Regions from separate parts of the Capra hircus genome. Here region 1 is linked to region 2. A link is a contact called in public Hi-C data. All regions are on one chromosome and are shown on one strand. The core of a region is the stretch at or near the end of the contact, and the rest is flanking DNA. Distances in the headings are between cores, read along the strand shown.

Region 1 (5,377 bases), core at 1,827-4,326, 380 kb before region 2:
TCCATATTCTTGTTCCAGTTCTCCTCCCCTACTCCTTTTGGTTTGTTTAAAAAATTGGACAGCTAATTAAAGTGTTGTTTGGCTAGAAATGCATTTAAACTCTTTAACTGAGGGTTTTTTTTTCTTTTTAATGAATCCTAGAATATTCTCATTTTTTCACTTTTCAACTTAAATATTTTGACAGGCTGATCAGGTTAAAATGAGGTCTTTAGAATAAGTCCTAGCCCAGTGTGACTGGTATCCTTATTAAAAGAGGAAAGCTGGACACTGAGGCCAGCATACACGGAGGGGAGGTGATGTGAAGAGACGAGGAGGCCAGGCACAGGGGAGGCAGGCGGGATTCTGCTGCCACAACCCAGGGAGGCCTGGGCCACCAGCAGGTGGGAGAGGCGGGGAAGGATCCCTTCTCCACAGGTTTCAGAGCAAGTGTGTCCCTGCTGACACCTCAGTTCTGAGCTGCAGCCTCCAGAACAACGTGAGGGTGAATTTCTGGTCTAAGCCATCCAGTCTGTGGGCTTTGTTAGGGTAGGTCTAGGGAACTAATACATCATCCAGATCTTGGCTCATGGTGAGGATGGACTCTTACTATGAGATGAGATGGTGTCTGACTCTTTGCAACCCCGTGGACTGTAGCCTCTCTGTATCTTTCCTGTGAATAAGTTGATAGTCATTCTCATGTTATTAAAGCTATCAAAGAAGAATTCTGAGTTTCCGAAGATAAATAGATGTTGAAATGGCCTGTGCGTTAGATTGTTTCTATATGTCAGTTGTCTTGGCCATCCTTTTACTCAGTTAAAAGTTAACAGATTTTTCTTCCTTCATTTTGAATGCTAAAGCTTAGCCATTGAGATCCCATCTAAGCTGGGTGGCAGCCTCTTTTTGTTCTAATACTGAGACTGGGTAAGATGATGTCTTGACCATAATGTCCCGTTGTTTAGTCTCTAAGTCGTGTCCAACTCTTTGCAACCCCGTGGACTGTAGCCCGCCAGGCTCCTCTGTCCATGGGGTTTCCCAGGCAAGAATACTGGAGGGGGTTGCCATTTCCTTCTCCAGTGGATCTTCCCAACCCAGGGTTTGAACCCTCGTCTCCTGCGTTGGCAGGCAAATTCTTTACCACTGAGCCACCAGGGAAGACCATATAATGCACTGTATGTATTAGTGTATTATTTCTGTCTTTGATTTTTTTAAAAAAACTGTAGAAGGATGAGACATAAAATAGCCAAGCCTTTTCTCTCTTCAAGGATTAGCAGAAGATTATGTAAAGAAGTGAAGTTCGTTTACGTGACAAATATTTGTACAGTGCCACTCGGTGCCATGTCCTAGGCATGTCGCTCATGTTCTAAGTATGTGGGATTATCAGTACACAGGAGGATGCATGCCCGTCTGTTTTAGGGGCCAAGCTGAACAAGCGAGTTTTGTCAGGAGGTGGCGGCAGTGCTCCAGTTTGGCCACCAGGTGGCGGCCTCATCCTGAGAGCTGGGAGTGGGTGGCAACCCTGACACAGCCTTTGAATACTGTGGGGTCGAGTCGGACCGTTTAACCTCATCCTTTTGTTGTGTTAACCTACAGTAAGGTCATTAGCAGTTTTGTAGAGTGAGAGATTATGACATTATTGTAAAGAGTCTTCTGGGTGGTCTTAATTCCTCCATAGTTTTACATGTAAGACTTGTAGGAGTGTGATTTCCTATCTTCTTTACCGTGTTTGAGGAATATACAGTTTAGTAATAGAAGAAAACATTAAAAGTTAACTGCAAAGAAAAAGTTTTATGCTATTAATGATTTTATTTTAGTTAAAAAAATTTTTTTTTTTGGTTTGTGACCATTTGCAGTTCACATTTCACTCATAATTATCTATGTTTTCGTTTAACATTGTTACAAAATGCAGATATGTAGTTTTCAAAGCATAGCACTTGATCAGTATAGTTGGTTTCTTGGGTGGCCAGGACTAGTGGGACAAAATAAAGATTTCCAGTGTAAGTCATACTGGGTGTGATACATCCTAAAAGGGCAGAAAAGAGAACTGATGTGAAGGAGAAGAAGGGGTCCTATACTGCTTCACCCGTTTCTAAGGAACTCATTTTAAGAGAAGCTTTGCCAGTGGATTCACAATCATTAACTGAATATCTAGCTTTAGGTTTTAATCTCCTGCTCTGGCAAAGGATCTCTGGAAAATGTAATGAAAGTGTCAGTTGCTCAGTCGTGTCTGACTCTGTGACCCCATGACTCTGTGACTGGAAATGGCAACCTACTCCAGTATTCTTACTTGGAGAATTCCATGGACAGAAGAGCCTGGTGGGCTACAGTCCATGGGGTCGCAAAGAGTCAGACACAACTGAGCGATTTCCACTCCCAGGGGATTCGGATGTGCTGTAAAGCCTGAGAATCAATGTCCCGAAGTGTTCCTACTTCAGTGAGTTACACCAGTCGCTCTGAGCACACGTCCACTCAGGTCTTGGTATATGTTAGCTTTGAAACGTGATATCTTAGTCTTTGGGATCAAGCCACTTAAAGCTTTTTTTGTTTTTTAAATGGGAAACGCTTTAATAAGAGACTGTTTTCATAGGCAACCAATTAGCAGACTAATGAGCCATTTAAATTTCTTTACTTAAAACCAGTATTCAAGAAAGGTGAACCCCAAATGCAGCCTCTTACTGCTAACCAGACTATGCACAGATGTCAGTGGGCGTGCCATGAGCGTGCTGTGTGCCACTGAGGCGGGCCCCCCACCCCCAGCCCTGGGCCCTGGCAAACAGAGAGCAGTGATTGTTCACCGGAGGCACTGAAGACTGAGTTACCTTTTTTCTTGGTTTTCTGAATGTCAGTGTTTCTGTAGCGTACTATTTTTTATTTAAACTTGATTATCTGGTTAATTTCAGATTCATGAACATGGATGTCTTTTGGGAATTTTGTTGGCCATGTGACTCATTATCTGGGCGAGTACGGTGGCGAGGAAGCGTGCCCTCCTCCCCGCCTCTCACTGTGGCCTTTTCTCTTCTCATCTCTGTGGCTGTTGCCTCACTGCTCCATTGACAACGGCGGCAGCTGTTGTCGTGGAGCCAGTCTGCCAGCGGGTGAGACGAGTGTGTGAATCAGCCCGGCTGGCACCATCTCCTTGCTGAACTGCCTTCTGCTTTTTATGGAGCACATAGGAGTGTGTGCCACGAGACGGTTGGGCTGCCCAGCCCTGCCTGCACTCCTTTAAACAACACTCTTTCCTAGAACCTTCAGTGTAAGTCTGGTGGTGAAACGAAGTCTTAAAAAAAAGCAGAAAACAAAGAAGGTACTTTCTGCTATGGGCAAAAAGGTGACAGAAACTTAAAAAGCAGGACGTTAGAATGTTGGTTATCCCAGCACTGGTTATGTGAGAAATCCTACCTAAGAAATCAGGCTTTCCTAAGAGAAAATGAAGCAAAATGCATGGTCAGGAGAGATCAGTGACTTGAAATACTGAGTATTCTTGTGTCTCTTGTAGACCTGGAGAGGAAGGAGCAGGAGTTAGAGCAACTGAGGATGGACTGTGAGCACTTCAGAGCCCGCCTGGAGTCCGTGCAAGCAGACAGCGTGAGGGAGAAGAAGGTATGATGCTCACCAGGCCACAGGAAGCGCCTGCGCCATGTTTGTGGCCACAGTCTAGCCCTTATGCCTCAAGACACTGTATTTTCAAATGTATTTATTCTGAATGGGTTGGAAAACAGTTGATCATTTGGATTTGACAACCATTTAACATGGAGGCTGTTTACTTGGTGCCTTTTGATAGTCACTTACTGTTAATTTCTGTGTTAAAAGACCAATCCATGTCATTAAAATTCATAATAATCCTGAAAAAATCATGTAGTAATTATTTGTAATTAGAGCTAGATATATAAATAGAAACATGTTTAATTAGGAGGTCACTTCTGATATTTTGGAAATAACCAATTGCATTTCATTTTAATATTTGGGGAGACATAACATTTCTTAAAAACTATACATTTTCTTTTCATGGAATAAGTTATTTCCTCTTCTATAAAGCTAGAGCTGTTCGGAATTTGGAGCTTGATTGTGTCTTTATTTTGGGACAGTACAATAGAAACTGGTGACAGCATCCAGGGCGTGTTGTTGCCTGTGTGCTGGGAGGTGTTCGTGACTGTCATGCCGCTCACTGGTTTCTGCAGCACAGCTGGGTCAGCAAGCGCTGTGAACCTGGAGAGATGCTGGGAGCCTGGCTGGGTCCCACCGCCTGTGTGCTCAGCTCTGTTTCACGCCTCCTCCTTGTGTGGACGAGTTCTGAGTGTTTGTGGCTAAAGTGGAGGGTTCCCCAAACTGGTGGATTTTGTATAGACTTCATTTTTTCCCCACAGCGCTTGATTATTTATCAAGAATAACTGTTCCTTAGCCCAGATATACATAATTTCATAGTTAAGGAATACAGGTAAGTGACAAACTTGCGTGGAACTCAACCCAGAGACATTCCTTACATTCTGGAATCACATTGCACTCTGAAAGATAGCAGCCTTCCTCCTTGCTGCAAAGTCTTTTATGGAATGTCTGTAGAAATTTCTGCATATGCCTTCTTTTGTGATTCAGCCAAAGCAAGCTTACAGAAAGCTGCAACTCCCAGGGGTACAGCAAGCGCTCCAACAATGTGAGATCGCAGACGCTTGGCCAGAGGACCATGTGTCTGAAGTTTCGTCAAAGAACTGGGAGCCCTGGGAGCTTTTCTCCTTGACTGCTCAATGATGACGTCCTTCCAGACTGATAGACTCTAATATCAAGTAGGTAGGGAAGATCAGGGAAGAGTTTCAGTCTCAGAACTGTTAGGGTGTGTGTCACTTACTGAAAGCTGACATTGTAGCTCAGTCATACTCAGTTTAGATCATGATAGACCAAGATGGGTGCATGATTAATTTGTCTGGACCTAAAAGTTTCATTGTCCAAAAGAAGTTGACCTGCAGGCAAGAAGGAATTGGATAAATGTGACCAATGCAATCCCCTGATTCAGTACTCCTTAAAATGTCGGGACATCTTGGCTAAGGCTGAAGCTTAAATTGGGCAGAATCTTAGATTTTTTGTTTCTTAAATTGATAAGCATAGGAAAAAATGCATATTTGTTGGCATTTTAGATGTTATGCTAAAAATAAGCCACCCTGGGAAAGTGCCAGAATAAAGGGCAAACAGCTGCAGTGAAGTAGCGTCAGGTCACAGCATGGTTCTGCCCAGACACTTTGACCTTAGTTAAAAGGTGGGCGTATTTTAGGTTAGACTATTTCCAGTTAAGTTTCCTGTTTAATAGTCCCTCCTGTTTAACATGGGTGGGAGGCCCTGTGAGTGTTCTGTGACAGGGCTTGTCTCTTCCTGCTGTAGGGAGCTGGCCGCTGCCTTTTCTGCCCAGGGCTGA
Region 2 (4,725 bases), core at 757-3,256:
AAGACAGTCAGGATGTGGCTTGGGAGGAGATGGCTGGGACTCACCCCCCTCGGAGCCCACGCATCTTCAAACCCCTGGTTTAGCTCGGTTTTTCACAGGAGAAAAGCGAAAGCAGCTACAACAGCCCCTGGTGAGTCCCCACAGGGAGCTGGGGGTGAGCTCTCAGCATAGACCAGCACAGGAGAATCCCACATCGCTGTTACCAGCCGCCAGGAGGAGACTGATTTCCAGCGCCTCCAGGAACTGCCCCTTTCACATCATGCCAGCGCCCCTGGGCCAGCACAGGGCCTCCAAGTTCCTGCAGACAGAGCGTGGGTGTCTCACCTCCCACTCAGCCCCCAGGTCTGATGGGTCTCCTTTGCTGGTGCCCAGAGCGCCACCCACTCCATACGCAGCAGTCTGCAAACCCATCCCCCAGCCTTACCTGCAGCAAGTCTCTGAAGACGCCTTGGAAAGCCACATTTTTGAGCCAGATCTTTTTTGTATTGATTTCTGGCTCTTGGTTGGGGGAGGGGGGAAGGCTGTGCAGAAAAGCTGGGCTCTGGAGACCTGACAGTCCCAGGAAAGACGGAGCCACCCTGCTCCTCACAGTCCTCCCCGTGACCTTGGGGTGCCCTTGAGCACACCGCCCCACCCTCTCTCGCTAGTCTAACAACAGCAAGTCATCAGGCTTCCAGCAACACAAAGAACACTGGATCTCCCTAGAAGTGATGTGACGGCTCTGCTGACCAACACGCACAGGAGGTTTCCCCTCGAGGTAGCAAAGCTGGCAGGAAACATCTTTGTGTGACTGTGTCTTCAAGTTCAAGTACAAATCAGACACAGAGGAAAGTCAATGAGAAGCAGAAAATAGAGCCTGCTCGAGGTTGTTGCGGGTGTGTGTGTGTGTTCTCCGTGTGCATGGATGTGCAGGTGTGCACACATGTGCACTTGTTGCTCCATGTGTTGTATGGTGTGCACACGTGCTTGCGTGCCTGTGTGTGTCTGCACGTGTATGTGACTTGCTCAGTGTGTGTGTGTGTGTGCACATGCGTATCTTCTACTTGGTTCTGTTTTTCTGACAGCAGCCTGCACACATAGGCATGGGGTCGCCCGCCTCCCCTGGCCCTGCAAATTCAACCCTTGGCCGGGGATCTTGGAGGAAACCCGCAGCAGAGCACCCTGCCCAGTGACCGCAGCAGCCAGGGAGCTGGCCCTGACGTGGGCCAAGTGGGGGCTGCAGCCTGTGTCCGGGCCACCACTCAGCTGCCTGCGGCCTGAGTGGGAATCCCCTTCCAGCACCACTACTGCCCTCACTGTTGCAGCACGTGCCTGCCCGTGGGGACGCAGGTCCAAGCATCGACCCTCAGATCCCAGGCCCCATTGCAGTTTTTCCACTTTCAAATGTCTCTCTGACACGTGTGCATAAGCCTCTGGGTCTCAGCCCGCTCCCCAGTAGCCACACACAGCATCTGGTTGGAAAGACCTCTGAGCCCATGACCTGACCACTTGTGCCAGGCTCTGAGGCTGCCCATGGGGGCCGCATGCCCTCCTGGGACATGGCAGGACAGAAGCTGCTCTGTGAGTCTTCCCAGCAGCGGCTGTGGGGGAAGGGAGACAGGTGGCTGGGGCGGGCTGACATACCTCATCATTCTGTGTGGGAGGAGATCCCGCCAGGGCTGCGGGAACCCCCAGCACGGTGCTGGTCTGCCAAGGCAGTGATTTCCACTTTTTTCAAATGATTTTGCAAAAAAAAATAAATAAATAAGGCAAAAACTGCTTATTACTGAGAAATACCCCTGGATCCCTATGGGGCTTTCTGTGTCTGTTTTGGAGTCCTCTGCAGGACACTGGCTCCCTGAGTCAGGATGGGGGTCTCTCAGAGCTCTCTACACAGCCAGCCCTGCCCACACAGCGAGGGCCTCTGCGGATGTGTCTTGCGGCTGCTTCCCGCGGTCTGGACCCATGAAGGTGACCTTTGTGACAAGCTCCCTGCTTCCTTCCGGCGTGGTCTCAGCAGCCAAGGCAAAGCCTCTGCTGCCATCTGGTGATAAAACTTGGAGTGGCAAGTGGTCGTCTGGGAACTAGACACCCCAGGACCATCTTGTCTACCACCCTCGTAAACTGGTGATACTCAGAGGGTTTGATAAACCTGTCTGTGGTCACATAATGAGTTGCCTGCAGAACAACCAGGCTGACTTCCTCAGAGCCCCTGACTTACAGGTTAGGGGCGATGCTGTATAATAATACCCATCGAGTAGGGGTTCAGAGTCTTGCCCTTGAGGTCAAGCAGATGGGGTGGGTCCTGGCCAGGCCCTCACCAATGGGGAACGCCAGGCAAGGGACTCAGCCTCCAAGCCTGGGTTTCCCCCTAACAGTGGAGCCCATTACAGGTGGCTGGGCTGTCTGGGGGGCTGCCAGCTGCCAGTGCGGTTGGCATGGTGCCTGGCACACAGTAGGTGCTCAATCAGTGCTCTTGCTGCCGCTTCTGCTGACTCCAGTGATGACATTATGACAATAATTATGATCTCACCACTCAGGTTGAATATGAGACGCTTCTAGGGAACAGGATTGTTCCTGCTCCAGAACCTCGTAACCACATTCAAGCTTGTGTTTGCCGGGTTGAGATGCTGTGCCCCTCCCCACAGAGATGTAGAATGAGGCCTGAGGGAGGAGGCGGATCCTCGCAGGACTGCCTTCCCCCACACTCACCCTGCCCAGGGACACGGTCACTCTTCCTGAGACATCCCCAGACTCACCGGGTCGTAGGTACCACTGGAGTCATCAGGCACACAGACTCCCGACTCCAGCCCCACAGGCTCCAGTTCACTGGGTCTGGGCTGGGGCCCTGGCATCTGTATTTTTGCAGCACTCTGCTGGGTCCCACAGGCCGGCAGGTTTGCGAGATGCTGACCAATTCCACCTTCCGGTTGATTCCGACAGGAAGGTGGTTCCGGTCGTGGGGACAGCCACGTGTCTTAGAGAGGGGAGGGCCAGGTTTGGTGGCCCAGGCCTGTGGAGTCCCCCCGCCAAGGAGAGAGGTGTCCCCCAGGAGAGATGTGGCCAGAGGTTCCCCAGGACAGGTGGGGGCCTGGCACCCACACAGGTGATGCACTCCAGGCCTGTATCAGGTAGACGGACATGAGCCTGAAGAAGGGAGCAGACAAATATCACAGACAGGGAGGCCTAAACAGCAGAAGTTCATTTTCTCATGGCCCTGGAGGCTGGAAACCTGAGCTCAAGGCTTGTGTCCTCTAGGGCCTCCCTCCTGGGCGTGTAGCCAGCCAGCTCCTCCCCGTGTTCCCAGGTGCTTGTCCTTCTGCACATGTGTCTGTGTTCTAACCTCCTCTTCTTATAAGGACACTGGTCCCGTGGGGTTTGGAGTCACCCTTACAACCTCATTTAACTTCATCACCCTTTCAAAGACCCTCGTCTCCAAAACGGGCTCCCCAGGTGGCACTAATGGTAAAGAATCTGCCTACCAATGCAAGGGACATAAGAGACCCAGGTTCGATCCCTGGGTTGGGAAGATCCCCTGGAGGAGGAAATGGCAACCCACTCTAGTATTCTTGCCTGGAGAATCCCCATGGAGAGGACCCTGGCGGGCTACAGTCCATAGGGTGGCAAAGAGTTGGACACGACTGAGCAAGTGAACAAGGATGTCTCCAGAAGAGTCACCTTCTGAGATGCTGGCGTGAGGACCTCAGGATGGAGACTAGGGGCTCACAGCTCAGCCCGTGACCAGGCTGGGAAGGAACCACAGTGAACACAAGAGCAGCGGCCTTCAGTGACAACTCTGTCCTGGCTGCAGCCAGACCCACAGACCCAGGCCCCCCAGACCCGAGCAGTAGAGGCCAGTGTGCACAGAGGCGCCTTCTGGGGGTACCCGAGAGGAGCAGGGAGCCTCAGAGACTCTGATTTTCCTAAATACCCGCCACCTCCAAAGATACCCCCCCAGACCCCAGGGGCAGTGGCCATTTGCACCAGTTACACAGGGTTCCCCCTTCTCCACGGATGTGGGTGCAAAGGCAGGAGGGGGGCAGGGGGCTTCCTATTGGAAGGACGGGGCAGGTAGGGGTGGGAAGAGCCTGGAGGAACTCCCACAGAGGGAGGACCCTTCTGTAGACAGGGGCCAGACCTAGAGAAATGCCAGGCCACAAGGGCACGTGTGTGTGTGTGTGTGTGTGTGTGTGTGTGTGTGTGTGTGTGTGTTTCACTGCTTTCCACTAAAAACCCCCGAACAGCAGCTGTTTCCCTGTGTTGCTCAGGGTCACTTCTGGAAGTCCTCCCCTCTTGGTGTCATTTCTCCAGAAGGAAGAACATGGACACCACCCCAAGGACCATCCCACTGACCCCATCAGGCTGCCCAGGGCCCCCAGCCTCTGCTCCCTAGACAGGGACACCTCCGACCCGGGCGTCTGCCTGCTTTCTGCTCCCAAAAGCCACATCTAGCCCCACCGGTCTCTCCCTGGTCACCGTGCTGCTGGCAGGGCCCCTGGCTGAGCCCCCTGCCAGCTCTCCAGTGGAGGCTGCTGGCCTCCTAGTCTCTTCCTGTCTCAGGGGAGTCTGGGCAGACAGGGAGAAAGCCACCCCTCTGGGTGAGGGACACTCAGCCCTGGTCACCAGAAGCCCCCCGAGGGCCCCGTGACTGCTCCAGGAAGGGAGTGGCAGAGCGAAGGGGGCACCTCCCACACAGATGCCCAGGGCGTGGTGCCTAGGAGAACGGACACTTCTGACCACCTGCCC

The links. A called contact is a pair of places that touch in the nucleus more often than the background predicts.
Region 1: a contact with region 2 is called in a Hi-C map of blood, with 12 times the contacts expected there. The contact joins two enhancer-like sites. A contact is called at or near these places in 2 of 5 Hi-C or Micro-C datasets (both in blood).

The regions. Positions count from the first base shown.
Region 1 is chr1:143,289,095-143,294,471 of ARS1.2, reverse strand. It overlaps HSF2BP (heat shock factor 2-binding protein), which reads left to right. Exons shown (of 9, transcript XM_005675652.2): 4 at 3,473-3,576. Among named protein-coding and RNA genes, the nearest start is that of HSF2BP, 17 kb to the left of the region's middle. Within about 2 kb of position 3,076, at least 3 of the 5 cell types and tissues checked have an H3K27ac peak or open chromatin away from gene starts, as enhancers often do.
Region 2 is chr1:142,908,467-142,913,191 of ARS1.2, reverse strand. No RefSeq gene overlaps it. Among named protein-coding and RNA genes, the nearest start is that of CRYAA, 5.8 kb to the right of the region's middle. Within about 2 kb of position 2,006, at least 3 of the 5 cell types and tissues checked have an H3K27ac peak or open chromatin away from gene starts, as enhancers often do.